2 separate regions of the Pan troglodytes genome follow, and region 1 is linked to region 2. A link is a contact called in public capture Hi-C data. All regions are on one chromosome and are shown on one strand. The core of a region is the stretch at or near the end of the contact, and the rest is flanking DNA. Distances in the headings are between cores, read along the strand shown.

Region 1 (6,031 bases), core at 1,148-3,647, 560 kb before region 2:
TGCATGGTAGTTAATGGACTAGATGGACTGTTGCTGGAGAAATATTCTTAGTACAGAACCAAGATTGCATTTTGCTGTAGGTAGATACAATTAAATTATGCATGCTGGATAAAAGAAAACAAGTACCTGGTCTCCTGAGTTTACTTGGGAGTGTCATGGTGCTGGCTCATGTACTAAGCCAGCTGAATCATTGTCCAAAGAATGGGTGCCCTCTGTCATGTGAGAATATTCCATTTATGTTTACATTGAAATTTCATTAACTTCATGATTTTTTTTTCTCTTCTTGCCCTTTGTCCTAGATTGGCTCTTACAGATAAGTGGCCCTTAGTGGCAAAGTCTGAGTTGAGGCAGTTATGACTATATTGGATGTTCGATGCTGTGAAACAGATCACCACAAAATTCATGGGCTTAACACAGCAAATATGGATGATCTCACATGTTTCTGAGGGTTGGGAACTCAGGAGCAGCTTTGCTGGGTGGTCCTGGCTCAGGGTGTCAGCCAGAGCCGTGTCACCTGAAGGCTTGACTGGGCTTGGAGGATCTGCCTCCAAGGTGGTGCTGTCACCTGACTGTGGGCATGGACATCTCCATGGGGCTGCTTGTATGTCCTCATGACATTCAAGAGCGAGTGGTCCAAGAGAGCTGGTGAGGCAAGTGACACTGGCTTTTATCCCTAGACTCAGGAGCTTTGTGCTGTTCCTCCACATTCTGTTGGTTATGAAAGCCACCCTGGTGGAGTGTTGAGGGACCTGCACAGGGCATGGGTACCAGGAGATGAGGACTGGGGCATCTGGGAGGCTGGCTGCCCCACCGATGACCTAATTTCCTAATTTCCATTGCCTAATGCTCAACAGGTGCTTCCAGAACAATAGTGTGAGAAGCACCGCTGCCTTCTGCCCCCACCTTTTGTTTTGAGATCTTGGTAATGAAAGTGTAGCTAGTTGCTTATTAATTTCACTCTTAAATATTTTTCACATTCACAGATCGGGTGCTACCAAGGTTTTGCTTTTGCATGGAAATGTCTACTGCACAGTTGCACCACTGAGAAGGACAGGTAAAGGTGAAGATGTCTTTCTTTCTCAGCGTAGGAACCAGGAGTTCTAGTTCCATGGGTTACCAGCATGCCCTTGAGTAATCAATCTGTCTGTTCCTCATCTGTAAAATGGAGAAAATTATCAGTGTCAAGCTTGAGTGTTGTTAGGAGATTTAACGGAAATACTAAATAGAAAGTGCCAGGCACATTTTAGGTGTTTGGTGAACACTGGCTGTTGTTGCTTCTCAAGAGTTCTATGCTCCTGCCTTTTACCTGGAGTCATTAGTGCACCGCATGGCTTTTAGATACCCTACCAATAAAATAATGTTGACATTGATTGTATTTTCGCATTCACCTTTCCCCTGAGCTTCTAATAAACAAATTAGAACAGTTTTGTAGCACTTGGGCTCAGAGATGAGGACACCAGTGTCATCAGTTTTTTAATGTAGCCAACTAAGTCTGTTAACAAGAAAATGCCTTTAAATGTGTTTAACTCCTTTCTGGAACTTGTCAACACTCAGTAAGTGTTAGCTGTCATTTGAATTGTTTTTAGCCTTTAAAAACTCTTCCCGGCCGGGCGCAGTGGCTCACTCCTATAATCCCAGCACTTTGGGAGGCCAAGGCGGGCAGATCACGAGATCAAGAGTTCAAGACCAGCCTGGCCAATATGGTGAAACCCTGTCTCTACTAAAAATACAAAAATTAGCCGGGCGTGGCGCCGTGTGTCTGTAGTGCCACCTACTCGGGAGGCTGAGGTTGAAGAATTGCCTGAACCCAGGAGGCAGAGGTTGCAGTGAGCCAAGATCATGCCACTGCGCTCCAGCCTGGGCGACAGAGCGAGACTCCTTCTCAAAAACAAACAAACAAACAAAAACTCTTCTTCCTGCATTGTACTTACTGAAGCCCCATGTGATCCTGCTTTATCTATCTTCATTCTGAAGCTGGAAATGAACCCTTGAGATGGTTTGGATACTCTGCTGTTCATGGGCGGCAGCAAGCGCGGGACCTGAGCTGGTGCTCTGCGTCATTCTGACACCTGGTGGCCTCGCCTAGCGTGGGAGGGGCACAAGGAGAGTGGATAACTCTCTCCCTGACTACGTGACTTGTGCTTTTATTTGAAATATCTTGAATTTCTAGAAATACCTTGAATATCTTGAATATTCAAATGTTTAAGAATGAGGATGCTTGCAACTGATACGGGTAGTTCTTTCTGCTCCGTTTGTACCAGCAGTTGGGAGTCGATGGGATTCTGGGTTAGCAGAGGGGCACTTGAGGACATTTTCCTCCTGGTTCTCAGGCAGCGGCCGGCAGTTGGGGATCCCAGGGGAATCGCTGTTGGCAGCCTGTGCTGCCACTAGGTGGCAGTCAAAGCTGAGCGTGGCTCTCAACTCCAGGCCACAAAAGGATGTGTGTTCTTGGAGTTCTCCGCCTGTCTCCCTTCTCCCATAGCGGCAGAATCTGCCGGCTCCTGGAGAAGTGCTCCGCTGTGTGCCAGTGGTCCCATCCCAGGAGGTTGCCAGCCCTTACCCCAGAGCAGGGGTTTGCTGATGTCTGAAAGCAGCACACTCAGTCTAGCTAACAGAGAAGAACCGCTTTGGTTGACGAGGAGCTGGTGGAAGCCCTGCCAGACCCCCCTCGCAGCCGCCCTCATCCCATCCAGTAGTACCCAGAGGTCTCTTTGGAACCTAAGGCTTTATTGTAGAGCAGTGGTTCACGGATGTTTAGATCTTATATGTCAGGGTTTTTTTTTGTTTTTTTTTTTTTTTAAATGGTGAAGGGCTGATATTGCATGTTTTACCTGTAAATTTTTCCAAATAAGGATGTTAAGAGAAAAACACCTGCCACCGCATTGTCATTCAGCAAAATGCTGGGCATTGTAACACCAAAGAAACCACGGAGAGCGGCATCTCAGGCCAAAAGATGGTGCTTTCCGTTGAGTAACTAGCTTTCCAGTAAACTGCGTGACACTTCTGTCCCCAGCTTCAGCAGTCTGGTGAAACCCTCCTGCAGACCAGCGCGCACCAGGGCTGAGCACGGGGGCTCTGGCACCATCACTTTGTTTCATTAGCCCTGAGCTGCTCACACCTGCCTGACGTGTGCCGCCTCTGATGGTGCGCCCGGCTGGGTGTGTCTGAGCAGCATCGCTGACCAGAGAAGTCACCGCTTGCCAAGTGGAAAGTGCGTGGTCCTCTGCATCGGGTTAGCATACAGCCACCTCCCACGTTTTGGCGTCTCCCTTTGGTTTCCCTGGAAACCAGGTGCTTTGTTGCTAAAACTGACTTGCTTTGACCTTTCACAGTTTTGTATTTTCTCAGAGAGGTAGCCATGGTTAGCTCTTGTAAACTGGATGCTGCTGGCAAACTTGCTCTTCTCTGTATCCAGGAGCACCAGCTGTTTGCAAGTACACAGGAGGTCTTGGTTGCTTTGAATTGCTGTTGATTCATCCTAACCGTCAGTTCTTTAAAATGCCCGTTAATCGAGTATCTTGCCTACTCTGGCCACTCACATGGTCCAATGCGGCATAGAGGCAGCATGCTTCTCAGGACCACCTGTGGTTCATTGAAAAGACCTGGCCCCACGAGATGTACACATGTGTAGATTATTTTTAAAACCCTGCAGGTGAGAGCCCTGATCTCTAGGATCCAGAGGAAACCAAGAGACCAAGAGACTAACATTTATTGAGCACCTACTCTGTGCTAGAGTCCAAGCTTCATGTCAATATTTTTTTTTTTTTTTTTTTTTTTGGGACGGAGTCTCACTCTGTCCCCTAGGCTGGAGTGCAGTGGCACAATCTTAGCTCACTGCAACCTCCACCTCCCAGGTTCCAGCAATTCTGTCTCAGCCTCCCGAGTAGCTGGGACTACGGGCACACACTATCACGCCCATCTAATTTTTGTATTTTTAGTGGAGACAGGGTTTCACCATATTGGTCAGGCTGGTCTCGAACTCCTGACCTCAGGTGATCCACCCTCCTCGGCCTCCCAAAGTGCTGGGATTACAGGCATGAGCCACCGGGCCCGGCCCATGTCACTTATTTAATCCTCTTGAAAGTCTGTGAGGTTGCTGTTACTCTCTCCATTTAAAAAAAAAAAAAAACAAATTAATTTCTCACCATCTGGAGGCTGGGATGCCCCCCATTTTACAGATGAGGCCAGCAGGGTTGAAAGCAGGTAGAGAGGTGTTGGGGAGATGTCATGCCCAGGGCTGCTGTCTCCTGAGTGCACAGCCTTTCTGCAGAACCTCCTTGCCTCCCCAGCAAAGCTGTTTCCTCCCTGGGGAGGGGACAGTACTGATTTCCGCCTTTGGAGGGAGGGGTTTGGTGGTTTACCTGCAGCTGAACTCTGGAAGGCTTTGAGCACAAAGATTCCAGATCCTGGAAAATCCCCAGACCCAGAGCAGGCCTGCTCGTGCCCAGCCCCAGTCCCTCTTGCCCAGTTCTGTCTGTTTCTGCATGTGTGACCTCGAGAGTCAGCAGGGCTTCTGGCTGCCTCAGCCCCTCGGCCCCGTGGTCGGAATGGAGGCGTGTCTGTAAGCTAGGCATACACTTGCTGTCGAGGTACTGGGTATGGGCCTAAGCACGTTGCTAGGTAAATAAATATGATTTCGTGTAATGAGAAAATAATCATCCAGCTTTTGAACGAAGGCATTCTTAGCGCACCTGCTGGGTTTCAGTAAGCCAGCAGCATAGCTGTTGCGTAAGTTGAGCCTGTGGTGTGCACATGACTGAGAGTCTGTATTTCTGTGCTTTACAGCAGAAAGATGAAGGTCTTAGAATCATTGATTGGAATGATCCAGAAATTCCCTTATGATGACCCTACTTATGATAAACTCCATGAAGACTTAGACAAGATCAGAGGAAAATTTAAACAGGTGCGTGCACTGTGTGTTTCCTCCTGCTGGGAGCACCTGATTGTGCCTTTCCCAGGTGGGGCAGCGCACTCCCGGGGCCGCTGCGGCAATGGCCTGGGGCTGCGTGCACCACGGAACTGTCCGTAGAGGCGCCTCATCCTTGAGTCGCAGTGCAGGAAAACTGAAGACAGTCCAGAGAATAGGAGTTAGAACTCATTTATGGGCTGGCCACGTAGACAGGAAAAGCTATAGCTAGAGATAGAGTTATCTTCTCATTTTTCAGTAAAAATGCACAAGATTAAAAATTCCATCTCTTTTGTGTTTTCAGTTTTGTTCGTTACTCAACGTTCAGCCAGACTTTAAAATTAGTGCAGAAGGTTCCGGACTTTCATTTTGAGGAGGATGGATGAACAGAGACCGAACGTCGAGAAACAGATGTGTGTGTGACGTGTTTAGAAATGCGGTGAAGGGCCAGACGGTGCTGGGAAGGCAGTTGTTCAGTGGGAGGGTGAGGGTTCCGGTTCGGCCGTGGGAGGGCTTCCTTCCCTGGGGTTTTCTGCCCGTGTCACCTTGGTGCCCGCCTTGGGGCCTCTCCACACACGCCCTTTGTTGGGCTGAAGCCATCCCTGGCAGAGCCCTCGTGCATTGACTTGACGGCCTCTCCGGCAGCACAGGCCTAGCTGGTTCTGGGTTGGGGTTGGCTCTGGATAGGGTCAGTCACCAGGCCTGGACTGAAGGCAGTTGTTTTTATTATTATTATTATTTTTTTTTGCAATGAGAGAGATGGTTGGCCCTGAATGAGGCTCATGGGAGGTTTGGACGGGTGCTGTGCCGCATGTCGAGGCCGATTGTGTGCCAGGCGCTGCGGGACGTGCCTCCCGTGTGTTATTTAATCCCTTCAGGAGCCCACAAGATGGGTGTTATTCTCATTTTACAGAGGAGGAAGGGGAGACGCGAAGGGATTGCCTGGTCTAAGGGCACCCAGCAGCAGAGCTAGGACTTCCGCCCTAAGGCTGTGCCTCACTGCCACCAGGCACAGCCGCCTCCGGAATGCACAGGCGAGTCCCTATCCTCCCTCCCAGGCCACATGGGTCCTGCTGAGCCTCACGGAGCACAGGGGAGTCCGTAGTGGCCAGTTTGCCTGGGCAT
Region 2 (5,527 bases), core at 851-3,350:
CCCAGGAACGGCCAGGGCACAGAGGCCAGTGCCGGGAGCCGGGCCCTGAAGGTCCCGCAGTGGCCTGCAGCACCCCTGGGGCTGCACCCGCCTGCTGGGAGAGGGGCGGCCCCGCCCTCCCCCAGGGGAGGCGGCCGTCACATGGCAGAGGTGCCAAGCTGGTGAAAGGCCGCCCTCCCTCTCCTGGCACCGCCGTCCACTGCAAATGCCTGGCCAGAGTCAGTGCCAGCAGCCTTCAGGGGCTGTCATGTGCCCAGGCTGCTGGCAGCTGCTGGTCAAGGGGCCTTGCCCTCCCTCTCTCTGGACACACCTTTGATTCGGAGGAATGTGTGTGTGTGCTTTTTATTCCTTGAAGGGGAAAAAGCTCTCTCTCGGCAGAATTCTTCCCGGGACCCCGGCTGCTGACCGCTGGTGAGGGGTCCTGGGAAGGTCAGGCCTCTGAAGGGACCTCCGCCCCTGCCTTCCCACCACCCTCCCTGATACCGCGAACACACTCCGTGCCTTCGGTTGCTCGGGAAGGATTAGAGGGCCGTGGCTTTAAATCCCACCTCTGAGATTATAAATCCTGGAATCCAACCCTGCCTCCGAGCTGGTGACCCTGGGCAAGTCCCTCCATCCCCCTGACCCACAGTTTGTTCATCCACATCATAGGGATATTCCAGAGGGCTCAACAGAGGACTAAGCACAGTGAAACCGTGCTCCTTATCAGCTCCACAAGGGCACTCTGAGAGTTTTCACCTTCCGGGGGTTATTAATGATGACGCCAGGGCGACAGGTGTCGCCCGGGACTTTGGGGCAGACTGGGATGTTTGGCACGCTCTGATTAAACAAGATAACATACATCAATAAGATAACATCCTTGGCTCAGGCCTCCTAGCAAGTGCTCCGCAAACACTAGTGATCGCCACTCCCAACTTCTCCCAATCCAGGCTACGTGCCCGTGGTCCTGTCACCAGCTGCTCCAAGCTTCAGTCTCTGTAGGACAGAGCTGATCACTTGGAGCTGAGCCTTCCTAGGCCACGCTGGTCGCAGAGCAACTGCCCTGCAAGGGAGTTTCATTTATTCATAATAAATCCTATGTTAAGGCTGAGGGTGAGACAAGCCTTTTTGTTTCTGGCATTTTCTCTCCTAAGCAAAGCCTGGTGCAGACAGAAGGAAATCATGATCCGTCCATCTCAGCACCAGGAGTTCTCGGTGGAGGGCCCGTTGCCAGGTAGAGGGACTTCTGGAAGAGCAGTCATAGGTTCCCAAGGAGCTGGAGGTCATGCGCCAAAGGTGCAGGTTTTGCTGGGTTCACAAAGGGGCCGAGGGGCAGGGGCCCAGTGACCACCTGGCCTCAGGCCCCAGAAGGACCCCTGTAGGCAGCTCGGCATCACCAAGGGCAGCTCCCAAGAGATCATCAGGAGCCTAGAGGCCACCCCCATGTGAACAATGGGGCCCCGGATCCCTACGAAAGAGGGTGGCAGAGCTGGACATGAAGCCGGCACCTGGCACGGGTCCTTCTCTTTCCTGGGTGAGGCCTAGGGCTCTCCCATTCTGGAAGGCATGAGCATAAAAGCACCTCCCTGTAGCACCCCCAGCCCCTACGCCCGGGGGCCAGCTTGCCTTTTTGCTCCACACACCAGGGTCATCCTCACACACTCAGGGAAAACATCCCTACCCCTCGGTCCCCACAATATTCCAAACCCATCACTGAGCACTTCCGAGCGAGAGCTGGGCCACAGCCTCCCTGACCTTCCAGAAGGGCTGTCGCACGGCCTGTTTGCTCACATGAAAAAACCGGGCTCAGAAAGGTTAGGTAACTTGTTCAGATCACACAGCTGCGAGGGCTGGGCTCGAGCCCAGGTCCGTCTGGCTCCACCGCCTATGTTCTGGGCTGAGCTATAAAACTGCACACCCCTCACCTACCTCCCCACATACTGGTCCGTCTATCCCTCGGCCACAGTGCTCAGAGCTGCCTCTGGCCCCAGAATGCATGGAGGTGGAAGGAGACCTGGGAGGAAATGAGACTCATGGAAAGGGAATAACGTGATGAATGCAGCACTAGAGCCCAGAGACGGGAACAGGGGAGGCCTCCTGAAGAGGGGCGTCGGGGTGGGGCAGGTTGGCCAGGTGGGGACGAGGGGACAGCAGAGGGAACAGCAGTGGACACGCACAGAGAGAGACAGCAGAGGGAACAGCAGTGGACATGCAGAGAGAGAGACAGCGGTGCCATGTCCAGGCAGCTGCAGGACGTTCTCGAGGCTGCCCTGAGTGAGGGGCCGGGCTTCGCTGGGCATTCTAGGCTCAAACCAGGGGTTGGGGCTTTTCTCTTAGATTGAATCCTGAAGAGCCATAGACAGTTCTAAGCCCAGGGTGAGTGACAACATTGACCATTTGGAAGTGCCCACCAGAGGCCACGTGTCCCAGAAGGAGAGGAGTTAGAACAGGGAGTTGCCGGGAGGGGAGATGGCACTGAGCTGGGGGCGGGGAGGGAGAACAGGCGGCCTAAGGAGGTCTGAGACGGGACTGGGCGGCAACATGAACCAGCTGGGGGTGAGACCGGGAGCCCACACACTGAAGGCACATTGGTTTTTAATGCCTTGCAATTGCCTTTGATTCTGCAAGAGAACGACATTTCTGGAAGCTCTGCTAGAAAATCTGATTAGTGCAAAACGAGAATCTATTCATGAGTGTGGCTGCTCCCCAACTCCCACCCCATTGACCTGCCCAACCCTCCTGTCCAAGAAGCCGCCTGAGGACTCCCAACCCGACCAAAAGCTGCACTTTGGCACGAACCTTTTGTAGGTAGAGAACGTCAAAAATGCAAGTCTTACAACGAGGACAGGACAGTGTCCTGGCCAGGCCTGGAGGCCGAAAGGTGGAGAAGAGGACACCCAGACCCCATGGTTGTCCAGGACGTAGAGAGAGCCCCTGTTTTATTGCTGTTTTTGCTGGGGGGGTGGGGAGGAGTCTCGCTCTGTTGCCCAGGCTGGAGTGCAGTGCCGCGATCTCGGCTCACTGCAATCTCCGCCTCCCGAGTTCAAGCGATTCTTCTGCCTCAGCCTCCTGAGTAGCTGGGACTATAGGCGCCCATAACACCTGGCTAATTTTTTGTATTTTTAGTAGAGATAGGGTTTCACCATATTAGCCAGGATGGTCTCGATCTCCGGACCTCATGATCCGCCCAACTCAGCCTTCCAAAGTGCTGGGATTACAGGGATAAGCCACCGCGCCCAGCCTGATTGCTATTTTATTCTGGGGGAAACACACCAAAGTAGGAATGTCAGAATCAAATCATTGGTGCCTTTTTAGGGCAGACGCCCACAGTCTTGTGAAGACACCATGGTGGAGGGTTCACAAGGGGATTGAACTCCCAGAAAGGATAATGAAGTGTTCACACCAGAGCCTGAGGGAGCCAGGGAGGCCTCCACATGGGCCCCAGCCCTGGCATCAGGAGAATTCGCCCCACCCGCTGGGGAAGGCGGCGGCCCACCCAGCCATGGCCCAATGGCCAGGCGGAATCAGCACGCTGGGCTGAGCTATCTGGGGCCAGAATTCAGAATGCCACACGTAGCAAACAGTTAATGATCAACTGGTCACCCCTATCCAAAAGACCTAAAACTAATAGGGCTATAAAATGTGTAAAATATCTGCCCCCGACCAGACCAGACAAGACAGCTTAGGGCAGTGAACATTTCTCTGTGTTCCCTTTCAATAACCTTGTGCTGGGAGGCAGGCCATGGGGCCACTCCTGTGGGAAAATTTTCCCGAAGCAAGCCATTTGGTCAGAAAGGCTTCCCATGCTCTCCTCAGCACCCCGTCCCTGGCCACGACCCCTCTCCCCTTGCAGCCAGAGCTGAAGGGACACAGATTCTTTCCCAAGTTGCACATTTTGGGAAGAAAGCTGGAGTGTTTTAAATGAACCATGTATTTGCCCCTTGAAGGGGAAAGGAGGGCGCCAGAGGAGTGGGAGTGGACCTCCCATCCATGCACAGGCCTTCGCTCTCCTTTCCTGACACAGAGAGTGACTTCTGCTAGAGCTGCTGACTTCTGCCAATTTATATGCTAATTCCAGAAATGATTCTTCCTACATTAAATAAAAGCTGAGGAATGTTCCAAAGGTCTGAACAGACTGTACCATTAACAGACAGAGGAGAGCTGCGCAGGCCCTGCCCACAGGAGTTTTGAGCGTGTGAACTTGTGTGCAGCTCACACTCTTGCCTAATTTTAGGCGCACGTGCTCCTTCGGCTGACTTGCCAAAATAAAACTGCTTCGGCATCCAAAGCCTCCCCGTGCCCATCTTGACCTTGTGGTCCCCTTTTGGAGTAACCTTCTGAGAAAGCAGAGACTGCAAAACAGAATTGGAAGGGGGCCACATTGAGTTCACACCCCAGAGTGATCACCTGACCCTGAGTCTGTCAGCATCATCAAAGTATGGCCCCCCTGACCCAGTGCCTGAGCCCCCCGCCTCCTCCACAGCCTCTTCATTTTCCCCACCCACCCCTACAGACACCAGTCTTCCCACTTCAACAAGCCCTTCCTTCTTCAGACGCTTTGCACATTCTGTTCCTCCCACTGGGACTGCGCTTCTCTGCTCCCGAGCAGGTCACTCTGGCTCATCCAATTCATCTCAGCTCACTTGCCAGAGAAGCCCACTCTGAGCACCAGGTGAGGGGGGGCTGGTTATACACTCTTAGTGAGTGTTGTACCTTCCTTCCTGGTGGTCCTCACAATTCTAGTAGATTTGCATAATCATTTCTTCAGAGCTTCCCAGCCTCCTGAGAGCAGGAACTAGGATCCATCCTGTATCCCCAGTATCAAGAAGAATGTTTGTCATAGACTACAAAGAGGGAAGTAGGGAGTTTGGATAGATATTTGGGAAATGTTTGGATGGATGGATGGATGGATGGATAGATGGATGGATGGATGGATGTTTGGATGGATGGATGGATGGATGGACAGATGGATGTTTGGATGGACGGAAGGATGTCTGGATGGATGGATAAATGCTTAGATGGATGGATGGATGGATGGATGGACAGATGGACGAACGAATGGATGGATGGACAGATGGATGGACGTTTGGATGGATGCCTGGATGGATGGATGGATGAATGTTTAGATGGATGGATGGATGGATGAAAGAATGGATGGCTGAATGGATGGATGAATAGATGGGTGTTTGGATGGATGGATGGATGGATGGATGGATGTTTGGATGGACGGATGTATGGATGGATGGATGTTTGGATGGACAGATGGATGTTTGGATGGACAGATGGATGGATGGGTGGATGGATGGATGGATGGATGGATGGATGGATGAATGGATGGATATTTAGATGGATGGATGGATGGATGAATGGATGGATGGACGGATGGATGGATAGACGTTTGAATGAATGTTTAGATGGACAGATCAATGTTTGGATGGATAGACGGATGGGTGGATGGATGTTTGGATGGATGGATAGATGGATGGATGAATGAATAGATGGATGTTTGGATAGATGGATGTTTGGATGGATGGATGGATGGATGGAT

The links. Capture Hi-C pulls out chosen DNA fragments and counts their contacts.
Region 1: a capture Hi-C map of stem cell-derived neural stem cells shows a contact between it and region 2, with 4 times the contacts expected there. The contact joins two enhancer-like sites. A contact is called at or near these places in 2 of 7 Hi-C or Micro-C datasets (induced pluripotent stem cells and stem cell-derived neural progenitor cells), 1 of 1 datasets of contacts at active chromatin or transcription factors (stem cell-derived excitatory neurons) and 1 of 1 other capture datasets (stem cell-derived neural stem cells).

What each region holds. Positions count from the first base shown.
Region 1 is chr9:71,723,362-71,729,392 of NHGRI_mPanTro3-v2.0_pri, reverse strand. LTO1 (LTO1 maturation factor of ABCE1) reads left to right here. Exons shown (of 6, transcript XM_016921435.4): 3 at 984-1,054; 4 at 4,786-4,903; 5 at 5,211-5,319; 6 at 5,820-6,031. The coding sequence ends at 5,279. Among named protein-coding and RNA genes, the nearest start is that of LTO1, 5.6 kb to the left of the region's middle. Within about 2 kb of position 2,397, at least 5 of the 24 cell types and tissues checked have an H3K27ac peak or open chromatin away from gene starts, as enhancers often do. A contact at or near this core is called in stem cell-derived neural stem cells, where this site is marked.
Region 2 is chr9:71,161,349-71,166,875 of NHGRI_mPanTro3-v2.0_pri, reverse strand. The region is part of intron 19 of TPCN2 (two pore segment channel 2); the gene reads right to left. Among named protein-coding and RNA genes, the nearest start is that of SMIM38, 45 kb to the left of the region's middle. Within about 2 kb of position 2,100, at least 1 of the 24 cell types and tissues checked has an H3K27ac peak or open chromatin away from gene starts, as enhancers often do. A contact at or near this core is called in stem cell-derived neural stem cells, where this site is marked.